Linked DNA regions of Sus scrofa: region 1 is linked to region 2. Evidence: chromatin contacts called from public promoter capture Hi-C data. All regions are on one chromosome and are shown on one strand. The core of a region is the stretch at or near the end of the contact, and the rest is flanking DNA. Distances in the headings are between cores, read along the strand shown.

What was found. Promoter capture Hi-C pulls out the DNA fragments that hold promoters and counts their contacts.
Region 1: a promoter capture Hi-C map of fetal liver shows a contact between it and region 2, with 2.8 times the contacts expected there. A contact is called at or near these places in 3 of 5 promoter capture datasets (fetal liver, fetal skeletal muscle and liver), 13 of 47 Hi-C or Micro-C datasets (adipocytes, alveolar macrophages, embryonic fibroblasts and 7 more) and 1 of 2 datasets of targeted methods (alveolar macrophages).

The regions. Positions count from the first base shown.
Region 1 is chr5:83,807,938-83,813,986 of Sscrofa11.1, forward strand. SLC17A8 (vesicular glutamate transporter 3) reads right to left here and starts at 1,535. Exons shown (of 14, transcript XM_021092718.1): 1 at 313-1,535. SCYL2 (SCY1-like protein 2) reads right to left here. Exons shown (of 18, transcript XM_021092722.1): 18 at 5,270-6,049.
Region 2 is chr5:83,597,497-83,603,630 of Sscrofa11.1, forward strand. GAS2L3 (GAS2-like protein 3) reads right to left here and starts at 3,229. Exons shown (of 9, transcript XM_021092704.1): 1 at 2,703-3,229.

The DNA.
Region 1 (6,049 bases), core at 285-2,784, 210 kb after region 2:
TACCACTTTCACTTTTCTTGAAAACACAGGAAAAAATCCAGAGTGTCCAGGTTAATTTCAATACGTCAAATAGAGGACAGAGCTCATATATCTAGAATCAGTATGGAGGAGTTCCCACTCTGGCGCCATGGGTTAATAAACTGGCTTGTCCCTGTGGCAGTGGGTTATGGATCTGGCGTTGCTGCAGGTGTGGCACAGTCGCGGATGTGACTCGGATTCAGTCCCTGGCCCGGGAACTTCCCTACGCCATGGGTGTAGCTGAAAAAGAAAAAAGAAAAAGAGAAAAAATCAAGATGGAACAAACCTACACACCTCTGACAAGTACTTCCTGTGAGATCCTAGCCTTCTTACAGAGTCAATATTACAAGCCAGACATCAATCTGTCACAGCTTGTCTGTCAATGTTCAAAAATGTACCTGAAAAAAAAAAAAAAAATGTAATGGGTCATTACTTGGGAGACAGTGACATCTGGTGGTTTACAGACTAAATACATTAATGCCAGACATTTTTCCCCCAGAAACCAACCACTGTTTTAAAGGAGTAGATTTATTTGGTTTATCTTTATTGAGCTCACAAGCATAGATTCTCCAACTTCTTAAAGAGGCAACAAAGCATAATTATGACTTAAAAAAACTCACTTTAGCTCACTTATTTTACTCCTTACATTGGTGTCATTCTGGGCTTATTCAGCCAACATTAATTCCACTTTGGTAATCAAATCATTTGACTTTAATTCGAACAGTTTTCATGTAATCTTAGAATTCAAAAGGACTTTGGGAGTTACCTGCTTTAATCCCCTCCCATTGTGTGCAGCTTAATTTGGGAAAATTAATTCCTAAGCAGTCATTAGCACCAAAAACAATTTTTAAAATGCTACCACAAAGTTGAGCTCAGGCCCCATCTCCTCTGAAGAAGCCTTCCCTCCTGTGTAATTTGTCACAGCACATACCACACTGTCCTATAATTGTCAGCTTACTCAGCTATTTTCATAACCACAGTGCAAATTCCTTGAAGACAAAGCCTCTATTTCACTACTATTTGTGTCCCAAGAATCTCACAGTGCCAAGCCTATAACCTATTTTTGGCTTGTTTTCTGAAGAACAAATGTACTCAAATAATGTGGGGCGCGGTATCTGTCTTCATTCAAGCAGATATTATGTTAGAGGCTTCTATCCGTCGTAAGAAAGGTGGATGGAGATATCTATCAAGCACTTACCATATGTCAAGAGCCTTGTCAGGTGCTTCGCACTTTTCCTTCACTTAATCCTAATAAGCCTGTAAGATGTGATCCTCATTTTCATAGCTGAGAAAACTTATTCCGGTCAGTTAGTGAAAGAGACAAGATTTAAACTCATTCACTCCATACTTACACTTGACCTTATTCCAAAAGGAGCATTTCTAAGAACATGATACAAAACCTTTTTTAAAAATGGAAATCAGAGCAAAGGAGAAATGAGAATTTCAAAAATCAGGAGTTCCCATCTTGGCTCTGTGGTTAGCGAACCCAACTAGTATTCATGGAGACGTGGGTTCAATTGCTGGCCTTGCTCACTGGGTTGGGGATCTGGCATTGCCGTGGGCTGTGGTGTAGGTTGCAGACACGGCTCGGATCCTGTGTTACTGTGGTTGTGGCACAGGCCAGCAGCTACAGCTCGGATTCGACCCCTAGCCTGGGAACCTCAATGAGCTGTGGGTGCAGCCCTAAAAAAAGACAGAAGGGAAAAAAAAAAAAAAAAAAAAATCAGTTAAAGCCAGAAGGTAAGTACTGAACAACACATGCAATTAACATCCTGTATACTTTTGCTATAGCTAGACTGCAAATTTGGCTGGAACTCCCCAGCTGTTAACATGTCATTTGCTACATTATTCAGAGACATTAAGAGATAAGGGCAAACTAGTGCTTAGAAGCACATTTACTCATGAACTGAAAGCTGAAATTTCTCCTGTGGGTCCTCAAGGAAGCATTGTATGTTGGTGATCCAGTGTCACCCTTGGCATGAAAATAAGTTTCACAATACAGTCCAAAGCTCAGCTTGAGTGTGGCAAAGGAAACTGACATGTGGCCAAAACAAAGCAACCTAGGCACAAAGATCTTCACAGTGGGTTTAATTTCATTCAGAATTTCTAGAGAAATGGTTGGACTCCATTTTTGGTCTCCTCCATAAACCTTTCGAGATTTTTGAATGATGGGCAATGGAGAGCTAGAGTTGTTCTCTGCTAAGTATCCAGGTATAGATATCATTACCTATCAGGCACAGGCCTATTATGATCACTTGAGCTGGGGAAAAGATGCCATCCCCTGCAGAAACTGGAGCAGTCTAATGAGGATACCATCTCAGCGGGAGGCCTTTCCTCTTCACAAAAGTCATCTTAGAGACAAAGTGACCTTGTGAGAGACACAATTCTCTTAAAAACTATACTTTGGGGAGTTCCCATCATGGCACAGTGGTTAAGGAACCCATGAGGTTGCAGGTTCAATCCCTGGCCTTGCTCAGTGGGTTAAGGATCCAGTGTTGCTGTGAGCTGTGGTGTAGGTCGCAGACTCGGCTTGGATCCTGCATTGCTGTGGCTGTGGTGTAGGCCAGCAGCAACAGCTCTGATTAGACCTCTAGCCTGGGAACCTCCATATGCCATGGGTGTGGCCCAAAAAGATCAAAAGAAAAGAAAAAAAAAAAAACTACTTTGGATCTGTACTAACTGAACAACCATGTAAAGCAACTCATCCCACCTTCACAGACCAAGAATGCTATTTTAGCCTGAAATAATTTTTAAACATACCCCCCTAAACCCCAACTTTACCTGGCTCCAAAGTTCATGCACTTTATGCTCCTAATGTGCCTGTGGACATGCCTCATATATGACTTGTGTCTGATCACTGCATTTACAGACTGGCAGGGACTTGAAAGGGACCTGCATAAATGTTGATTCCCACATTCAAACTCTGAACATTACAGAGTTACAGCCTCCATCTCATTTACTTTGATATGAAAGCCATGCAGTGTTTGGCTTTCCCAACCTAGGCCACCACACAAAAGAATGTATATCCAAAAAAGAGAAAAAAGGAGAAAAATTGAAATTGCATCAAATAGATATAAAAGGAACTAAATCATATTTCTACTCAAGGCACATCTCAAAAGAACTTTTAGAAAGTTTTAATATGAGCTGCATATATGTAATTCCCTATGGCTTTTGTTAGCCACATAAATTCATATCTTATGGCCCCGCTTTTAAATGGCTTGATTGAGGGGTCTTGGTGAAAATGAAGTCAGGAGACAAAAACTGGGAAATTTTAATAACTGTTAACTAGTAGGTGGCTATTTAAAAGCATAGAAGAGAATTCTGGGAGTTCCCATTGTGGCTCAGCGGGTTAAGGACCTGATGTTGTCTCTGAGGATGGGGGTTCAATCCCTGGCCTTGCTCTATGGGTTAACATTGCAGCATAGGCCACAGATGCTGCTTGGATCTGGTGTTGCTGTGGCTCTGGTGTCAGCTGCAGCTCCAATTTGACCCCTAGCCTGGCTGCCAGTGTGGCGCTAAAAAGAAAAAGAAAATGATTCTAAGGAGGAGTTCAGAAGTAACAGTTGGGGGGGGAAAAAAAGGCAGCTGGAAGAAAGTAAAAAGAAAATTAAGGAACTAAGAACTAGGAGAGGCTCTCTTTCCCAGACTCCAACCCCTCGGTCTGAGCACCAGACTTCAGTAAAGGCGTGGCCTCCACAGGAACATTCAGCCCTCCAGTGGTGAAGAATCTTGTCAGAGGGCCAGCATGGGAGACAGCTGCTTGAGGGAGTGGTGGAAAGCAGCCCACGGGAGCTGTTCCAAAGAGGGAGAGTGTGACTGAGGCACAGCTGGGGCTTCTCTGCTGGGACTGCTGGGCTCCTGTAGTGAATAAAAATGGAGAACCAGAATCCAGAAGAGAAGTGACTTCTTGTTGCTATTGCTTTGCAGTGCCACTTCAGGGCCCTTTACCAATGAAGACTAATATTCTGCCAAGCTGGCCAAAGAGACGTGTATATAGGGTCCAGCTCCAGTATCAGAGCAGGGCAGAGAAGGATGGATTTGGAGCTGGGAGACACTAAGTGGGCAGCTGCCACAGTTCAGTCTTTTGGCTTTTTACCTTCCATAGATACCTACAAGATCTAATACAGTAGCTACCTGTCACATGTGGCTACTGAGTACTCAAAATGTGACTAGCCTGACAACTGAGATGTCCTAAGTGTAAAATATACATACTGGATCGCAAGACTAAGTACAAAAAATATATATAAAATAGTATCATTAACTCTTGAATCAATTCCATCTTGAAAAGATACTTTCTTTGTTCAGTTAAATAAGTTATTACAATGTCTTCTGCTTTTACTTTTTAATGTGATTACTAAAAAATTTTAAATTACATACATGTTCTGCACTCCAAGTAGTTAAATCCTCCCTGAATGGCTGGAGAAACTAAGCTACTTTGGGCAGAAGAAATTACTAATATCTAACAAGCTCCATTTTGGTGAAATGTCTTTTTCAACCACACCGTCCCCTCCTCGAGGTTATATGCTTTAATTCCTACATGTCTGGGTACTGCAAGCACTGCTAACCTGGTTCCCCCAACCATCCTCATCCACAATTCAGAGCAGCAGCCCAGAAGCTGGTTTTGACTATTTACATTTCTGTTCCATCATCTCCCTTTTCAATGTCAATTTTTCTAACATAGATATATTTACGGTGCCAAATAAATACTGAATACATAATACTTACTACATTAAACTGTCTCCACAAAAGCAACTCCAGAAGAATTCATACAATAAAGGACATAAAGGATGCCAATATGGTAGAGGGCATTGGACCGCAGATCAGAAAAAAATCTAGCTTCTGTATTCCTGACTCTGACCTTCCTTGGGTTAGGCCATGTAAATCTCTGACCCTCTTGTTTCTACATCTGCTTGGGGAGAGAGAGTGCAGAATTACGTCAGTTTTACTCAAACTACAAAATGAAATCCTTTTAGAGATTGTAACCAGCTTTTTCATTAATAGGAAAGAACTTTTTTAAAAAATCAGAGTATACTATATATATTAAAGATTTTCAGAAACGTCTGCTTCAAGTATAAATTTCATATACTTAAGTTTGTAATATAATATATATTTCTTACTGAGTGTTATAGTTTAAAGCCACTAACATAAATACTCTTAGAGTCCTATAGAGTTTGAAATGTTATAGATTTGTTTTGTTCTAAATTATTTCAAGATAAGTAAATAACAAAGCATGAAATCACAACTTAATATGTAAAGTTTTATCAAAGCTGAAATTTATTTGGTGCATACCCTGTGCTTGCTCTCAGGTACTTTCACATATACCTGTTCCTTTAATATGTAAAAGCAATCATGTGAGGTATTTTTACAGGTTAAAAAAAAAAAAAAATCCCCTACTTCCTTAACTTATTCAGGTGAAAAGAAGGGTTATAAGTGCTCCAAAATAAAAACAAAACAAATAAACTCCAGCCAAGTACAAAGTCTATTTTCATTTCCTTTTGTACATCCTCTACATATTTCACACACTTTAGCATTAGGAGAATAAAGAAACAATTCAAATAAAAGGGAATCTGTCTTGTATTTTTTGTCTACATGGGCTTTTTAACCTACCAATTTTCTACTCTAAGCACAAGGGATTCAAATGCTGTCGATATCTAAAATAACTTTAAGGTGATCTCGTACTTTGAAAATTTTGTTCACAGAGAAATATAAGCCTAAAAATAGCACTATTTTAAGAGGCAATTTCGCAACAGAAAAAGGCAGTGGTAACAGTTCAACTGATAGAAATGATTTAAACAAAATACCTTCAAGAAATTCTGTAGGAACAATGTAGAAATTTTTCTTAAAATGTAGCACCATTACCTCAATGAATAAGCAAATATCAAGATTTGAAAATTACCTAAGAATTACATATATTTTTCAAATAATCTATATTTAGAAGTTCAAATTATATAAATTGTTATATTAAGTTTTCCTTCTGCTTAGGAGTTCACCACAAGTTACTTTACAGAATATAAAGCAATTTCCTAATGAA
Region 2 (6,134 bases), core at 1,979-4,478:
AGTGATCTCTTCACCTCAGCTTATACTTACTAATCGAAAAGTTTATGTTTTGCATGAATGGGCAGAATTTCTATCAGTCAGCACTTCAGCAACATCTAGCACATGACTGATGGTCATAACACTTTAAATTCCCATGACACTTTCAGCAGCAAAGATGAAACTGCATTTAGTGTATTGGCTACATTTTATTACATTCTAGTTCTTGGGAAATTAGTAATTCCCTTATGAAATACAGTGGCAACTTTCAGGTCAAAACAATCTACTCTGTAACAATGTAATAACATGAGAAAACTTTTCAGAGTTTTTAGGAGAAACACTAAAGAGATATAAATGTAATTGGTGCCTGCATCTTGTAAACATTACTTCTGAGACACTTCGCTATGGCCCTTACATTTCAATAAAAACAGAGAAATATAAAGTTTGACAACTGAATAGGTCAAGTCTCCTATTCTCTCACATTCTATGTACTTCACACGGTACATTAAGCATGTAAAGGTATATCTGATATCAAAGCATAGGAAGCAACAACTAACAGGAAGAAAGTAAAATACACACATAGATACACAGCCATGTTACTACAAGAAAGTAAAATATAGCAATACACATTAACTTAATCCCTTACTTTCCTCATCAACGGTCAGTTTGAAAAAAAAGTATTATTGAAATAACTGAACTTTCATTCTTAACTCCAAACTTAAGCTGAGGTAGGAAAGGGAAAAAAAGGGTGCTGCTTAGTAAACATATAATGAATAAGCAAGAACTCAATGGAAAAATGTAAATTACTTCTGAATTGACCCAAACATTATTGTACTCATTCAGCTTTTCAGCAACAGCATATATACTGTTGACATTATTATTACACTTTGTTCTACCATCACAAGTTATTGTCATCATTTTTTAATGAAGTGTTCCAAATAATTCCATAGCCACAGCAGAAATGGACCTGGGCCATACAAACAATACTGTGCAGAGAAGTTGCTTAATGGTGAGAATATAAATGCAAGAGTAGTATGGAAAAAAAAAAAAAAAAAACTCTTTGGACATTGGAGTGAGACAGTCTAGACTGAATTCTGGATGGAACTTAGTAGCTTCATTCCTTTCTGAGCTTCAGTTTCCTCATCTAAAACATGGAGAAAACACCAACTACACTGCGGGATTATTAAAAAGAGCCAGATACAATTTTAAGTGCTTCACATGAATGAACTTTATCATGAATGTTAATTACCACTACCTCTGGCACTGCCTTCACCTTCTGCTCCTCTCCTCTGTGGGGATAACCTGAACTTTTAATCCAAATTATACAGCATAGAAATAATAATCGCTATGTGTCAGGCACTGTTCCAAACAAGTTGTATGGATTATTTCATTTGATCCTCACAACAACCTTCACATCAGTAAAGTAGTGACTCTTAATCTTCTTTTACAGAGTAGAAAATTTAGGTTGAGAAAGATTAAATAACTTGCCTAAGGTCACGAACATGGTAAAGTCTGACTTTCAGAGCCCCTTGTGCTTCGTAACTCTCCTACACTAAAAAGAAATATTATTTTTAATTCATTAACGTCAAAATAGACACACCTACTATTCAAAGTCCGTTGGTTTTTAATGAGTTTTTGAAACAGATGAGTCAGACAGGGAACACGCATCAGGATCTGAACCAATCAACTATCACCTAAGTTTCCACTTTTTTCATCCAGATCCATTCCAGTCCCCTCCCAAAGGTAATCCGAGTCGGTGAAAACTCCAGTTCCCAATCACTGAAGGGCCAAGTGAGTGATCAGATAGCAGTTCACAAACGGCTTATCTTCTGAGAGAGTAGCTATTAGCACTCTGCACGCAAACGAAGAAACACCCAAACTCTGACCCAGACGGGGTCTACCAAACAAATAAATAAATAAAAATCTTTTCATTTTATAATGACTAATCAGCTTCTCCACCAGGTGTACCACGAAGCACTCTGAATCCATAAGGCTCAGTCTCCTTGCTGGAAAAGATCAGTTAGGAACCAGGAGTGACTAACTGCATGGGCAAGCAGTCTCCAAATTTTCCTCGGATTACCAAGGCAATCTGTAAGCCTCCCTCCACCCCACCCCCAACCGTTGGGTGTGGGTGGGAAAAGCCCCACGCTGAGCCTCCAGTTATATACACTTGTTCCGTCCATCTGGGCGATCTGGGCCTTGCAAGGACTGGAAGGCACAAATAGGGAAGAAACTGTAAACTCCGCCTGAGGGCAAAATGACTATCTGTCATCCTCCTTCCCACGTCAGTGACTTCATCAATTCTTCCACAGAGTGACGCTGAGGAATTAAGTGACCCTATAAGTGCAAGGCACTTGGAAATGAAGGTGCCCCTGGAGAGCCTAAACTAGCTTCAGGCTCTGATCCCTCCTCGGATTCTAAAGCTCTTCCGCAGTTTAGCACATCCATACCTGCCGTCCCCCTCCCGGCACACCTGTTGCCCTTTGCACAGACCTGGGGGGGCAGGGGAAGGCAGGCATAACCTCACCTTGACGGCCTCAGGGACCAATCAGAGCACGCGACTCCAGCAGCGGGCCAATCACAGAGCGTCTTGGATCCCTCTGCTCTGGGCCCCAACCAAACCACCACTTTGACTCCGCGACCGCAGGGGGCTCCTCGAGCGCAAGCCCCGAGAAGACGAGTAAAAGTTCGCGAGGTAAAAAGAAGGCAAACAGGGAAGTACTCACCCACCCAGGCGCAAGAAGCTCACTTCTCTCTACGGGACATCTCGCTCAATCTGTGCCTCGCAGGCACGCCCCTGACCAACCGCCGCGGCCGCCGCAGCCTCCCGGGTCTCCGGGTTCACCGCCGCCAGTTTCGAAGGAACCAATCAGAAGGCGGGTAGGGGGCGTGGTTTGAGGCCCCGCCCCCAGGCCGCCCGCACTGGACTGGTGTGCCTCAGTCAACAGGCAACCCGCCCTCTGCAGCCGTCTAACAGCTGCAGAGACCAAGCCCCTCTTTTTAAAGAATTTGTCTTGGTCATGGAGCACGTCCCCTTATCTGGCCCTCTCAGGGAGAGCAACAAACCTTATTTGTCCCGATTGGCAGGAGAGGTGAATCAACCTCGCCTCTAAGCATCCTGAAGTGTTGCGCTGCGCCCTGAGTTTTACCCTGATATGTTAAGAGCCCCTCCCAATCCTAAATCCACCTCTCTGGCTGTGCTGAAGGCACCAGGGTTCCCAGATACAACTGTCACCCTGCAGGAATGGGGAGAGGGATGGAGAGAAATCCTGTAGTTCCAGGCTACAGCTGCGGCTGAAAGCAAAAAGAGGATGTTGGCTCTTCCTTCAGGAAACACCAGAGCAGGGTGTAGGGGAGGGGGAAGACAGGAGGGGGGAGGCGGGAGGGGGGAGGGGGGGCAGAGGATTACCCTCTGCAGAATGAGAGAGGTTTACTAACTCCGAGGGTTGAGGTGACGTGGATACTGGGCTTGAATGTAACAAAAGATAGGTCTGTGATACCTAAATGTGGCTTGTTAATACCCGGGCAAAATCAGTGCCCAAAGCTTGGGAGCCCAGGCCGTTCCTCTTTTTTCAGTTTTATTTTGGGAAATCATGTTACCTCTTTGGGTCCCAGTTTCCCATCTGTAAAGAGTGGAATTGACCTGGAATGATCTCTCTAGCATTTATTCTTTCATTCACTCACCAAAAACAGGCAGGAGCTACACTGTTGCTCGCTGAAGAGACTAAAAGTGTGCAAGACAATCCTTGCCTCCGAAGTGCTCAGCAGCATGGTAAAGGCTCAGTGGAAGTCGGTGAGAGCAGCTACCAGTCTCCGAGGGTGATGGTCAGAGGTTTGAAAGGACTTGAATGTTGAAGGAGAAATAGAATCTGCAAGAGAGGTTATTTAGGAGCAAAGGATGCTTTCTAGGCAGAGAGAACAGCAAGGTTCCAGGGATGTGAGAGCACCTGGAATGGTCTGGGAATAGCAGTTTTGAGCGACTAGAGTTTGGGGATTCTGAGGTAGATCAGGCTTGGAGGAGTAACCACAGATGAAAACTCTGGTAGGTACTAAGGAATTTAGATTCTTGCAAGCAATTGTAATTATGTTTTAGGGGGAAAAAATCATTTTTGCGAAAGAAGTAAGACTGGCAGCAATCCTAAAAATTAAAAGCTGATAGGGAGTTTCCACTGTGGTGCAAAGGGATTGGCAGTGTCTCTGGAGCCCTGGGATGCAGGTTCAATCCCCCGCCTGGCACAATGGGTTAAGGATCTGGCATTGCTACAAGTACAATTCAGATCTGATCCCTGGCCCCGGGAACTCCATCTGCGGGGGGCGGGGGTGGGGGGGTGGGGGTGGGGGGGAAGGTGCTGGCAGTTACATAAATAGCTCAGAAGTGATGGTGAGAAAGACATGTCTGGAAATATCTAAGTGGCTGATTTATCTGGACTTGGAACACAGGGAAAAGAACTGTGGAGGAAGAATTAGGCATTTTGGTCTCGTGTTCACCTTGAGTTTGTGCCAGAGATACAGATTTGAGAAGTCAATTCAACAAATACTGTTAAGGACTTTCTCTGCACCAGACGCCATCCTAAGCACGGGAGTCCTACTTTCACAGCAGGACTTGGTTAGGTCAGCGAAGATGGTCCTCAAATAGTTGACATTTAAGTAGTAATTGAACCTGATGCCTAATAGTGATGGTTCCTTATTCACTGAGGTCTATTCCAGAATCTTTTACTGCCCATAACTGCAATAGATCCATTTTCACAGGACCTATAGTTCAAATCAACCTGTGTTTTATAATGTTTCTATTTAAAACTAAAGGGCAATTTGTTATACCATTTCAGAGTGGAGTTGAGGCTTTTTTTTTTTTTTTTCCTGTCTTTTCTAGGGCTGAACCCACAGCACGTGGAGGTTCCCAGGCTAGGGGTCTTATCAGAGCAGTAGCCACCAGCCTACGCCAGAGCCACAGTAACGCCAGATCCCAGCCAAGGCTGTGACCTACACCTCAGCTCACGGCAACGCCAGATCCTTAACCCACTGAGGGAGGCCAGGGATCAAACCCACAACCTCATGGTTCCTAGTCAGATTTGTTAACCACTGAGCCATGATGGGAACTCCAGTTGAGGCTTTAAATTGGATTTGTTGCGCCCTAATACCAAAATATGTACATTTCTCTATAGAACCTTAAGAATAAGTAAATTATGTCATATAGGTCTTGCTTGATGAATCATTAAAGTCAGTAGTCTTATTTTTTCTTACATGCATACTATGTACCTAAACTTTTGAATACTACTTATTAAAAATTGAAACTAGAATAGCATTGCTTCAATTTAAATTACAAATGAGGAGTTCCCATTGTGGCTCAGTGGTAACAAACCTGACTGTATCTATGAATGCCTGGGTTTGATTCCTGGACCTGCTCCATGGGTTAAGGATCCAGCATTGCCCTGAGCTGCAGAATAGGTCGAAGATGCAGCTCAGATCCCATGTTGCTGTGGTTGTGGTGTGGGCCGGCACTTGCAGATCCAATTCATCCCCTAGCCTGGGAACTTCCCTACGCCTTGGGTGCAGCCCTAAAAATAAAAATTAAAAAAAAATTTAAATAATAATAGGTAAAAAATAAAATTACAAATGAGAAAAAAATGAAACTGTGCTATATGAAGTGTGAACATATTCTCTAATAAATACACACTACTTGATATTTCTCTAAGCCATTTGATGAAACTGGCAGCAGGGTATTTTTATCATTGCTTTCTTTTTATTCTCTTTGTCTATTTGGTTTGTCTTGGTAACTCCCCTACCTTATAAAGACATTGTGGTGGACGGTGAATCTGGAGTCAGGAAATCCGTGCAAATCACTTATCTCCTCTGGTTAAATGTGGGGATTGGGTGAAGAATTCCCTTCTAGATTCTTTGATTCTTATTGCTTTTCCTTTATATATAAATATATATATATAAAAGTTCTCCTTATCACTCTTTTAACCTCGCTTTACCTGAATTCCCAGTTAATAACCTGCCCTGAAGCACACTCACCACCTTGCCTACCTAGATTTTAACACTGCAATTAGTAATTGATGGTTTCACCTAATGAGCTGTAATCTACTCTCCTGTGTAGATTTTCTAGTCGGTGGTTAGCTTAATGGCAACGTTTTAGATGTGATCTCTTGAAACTGGCA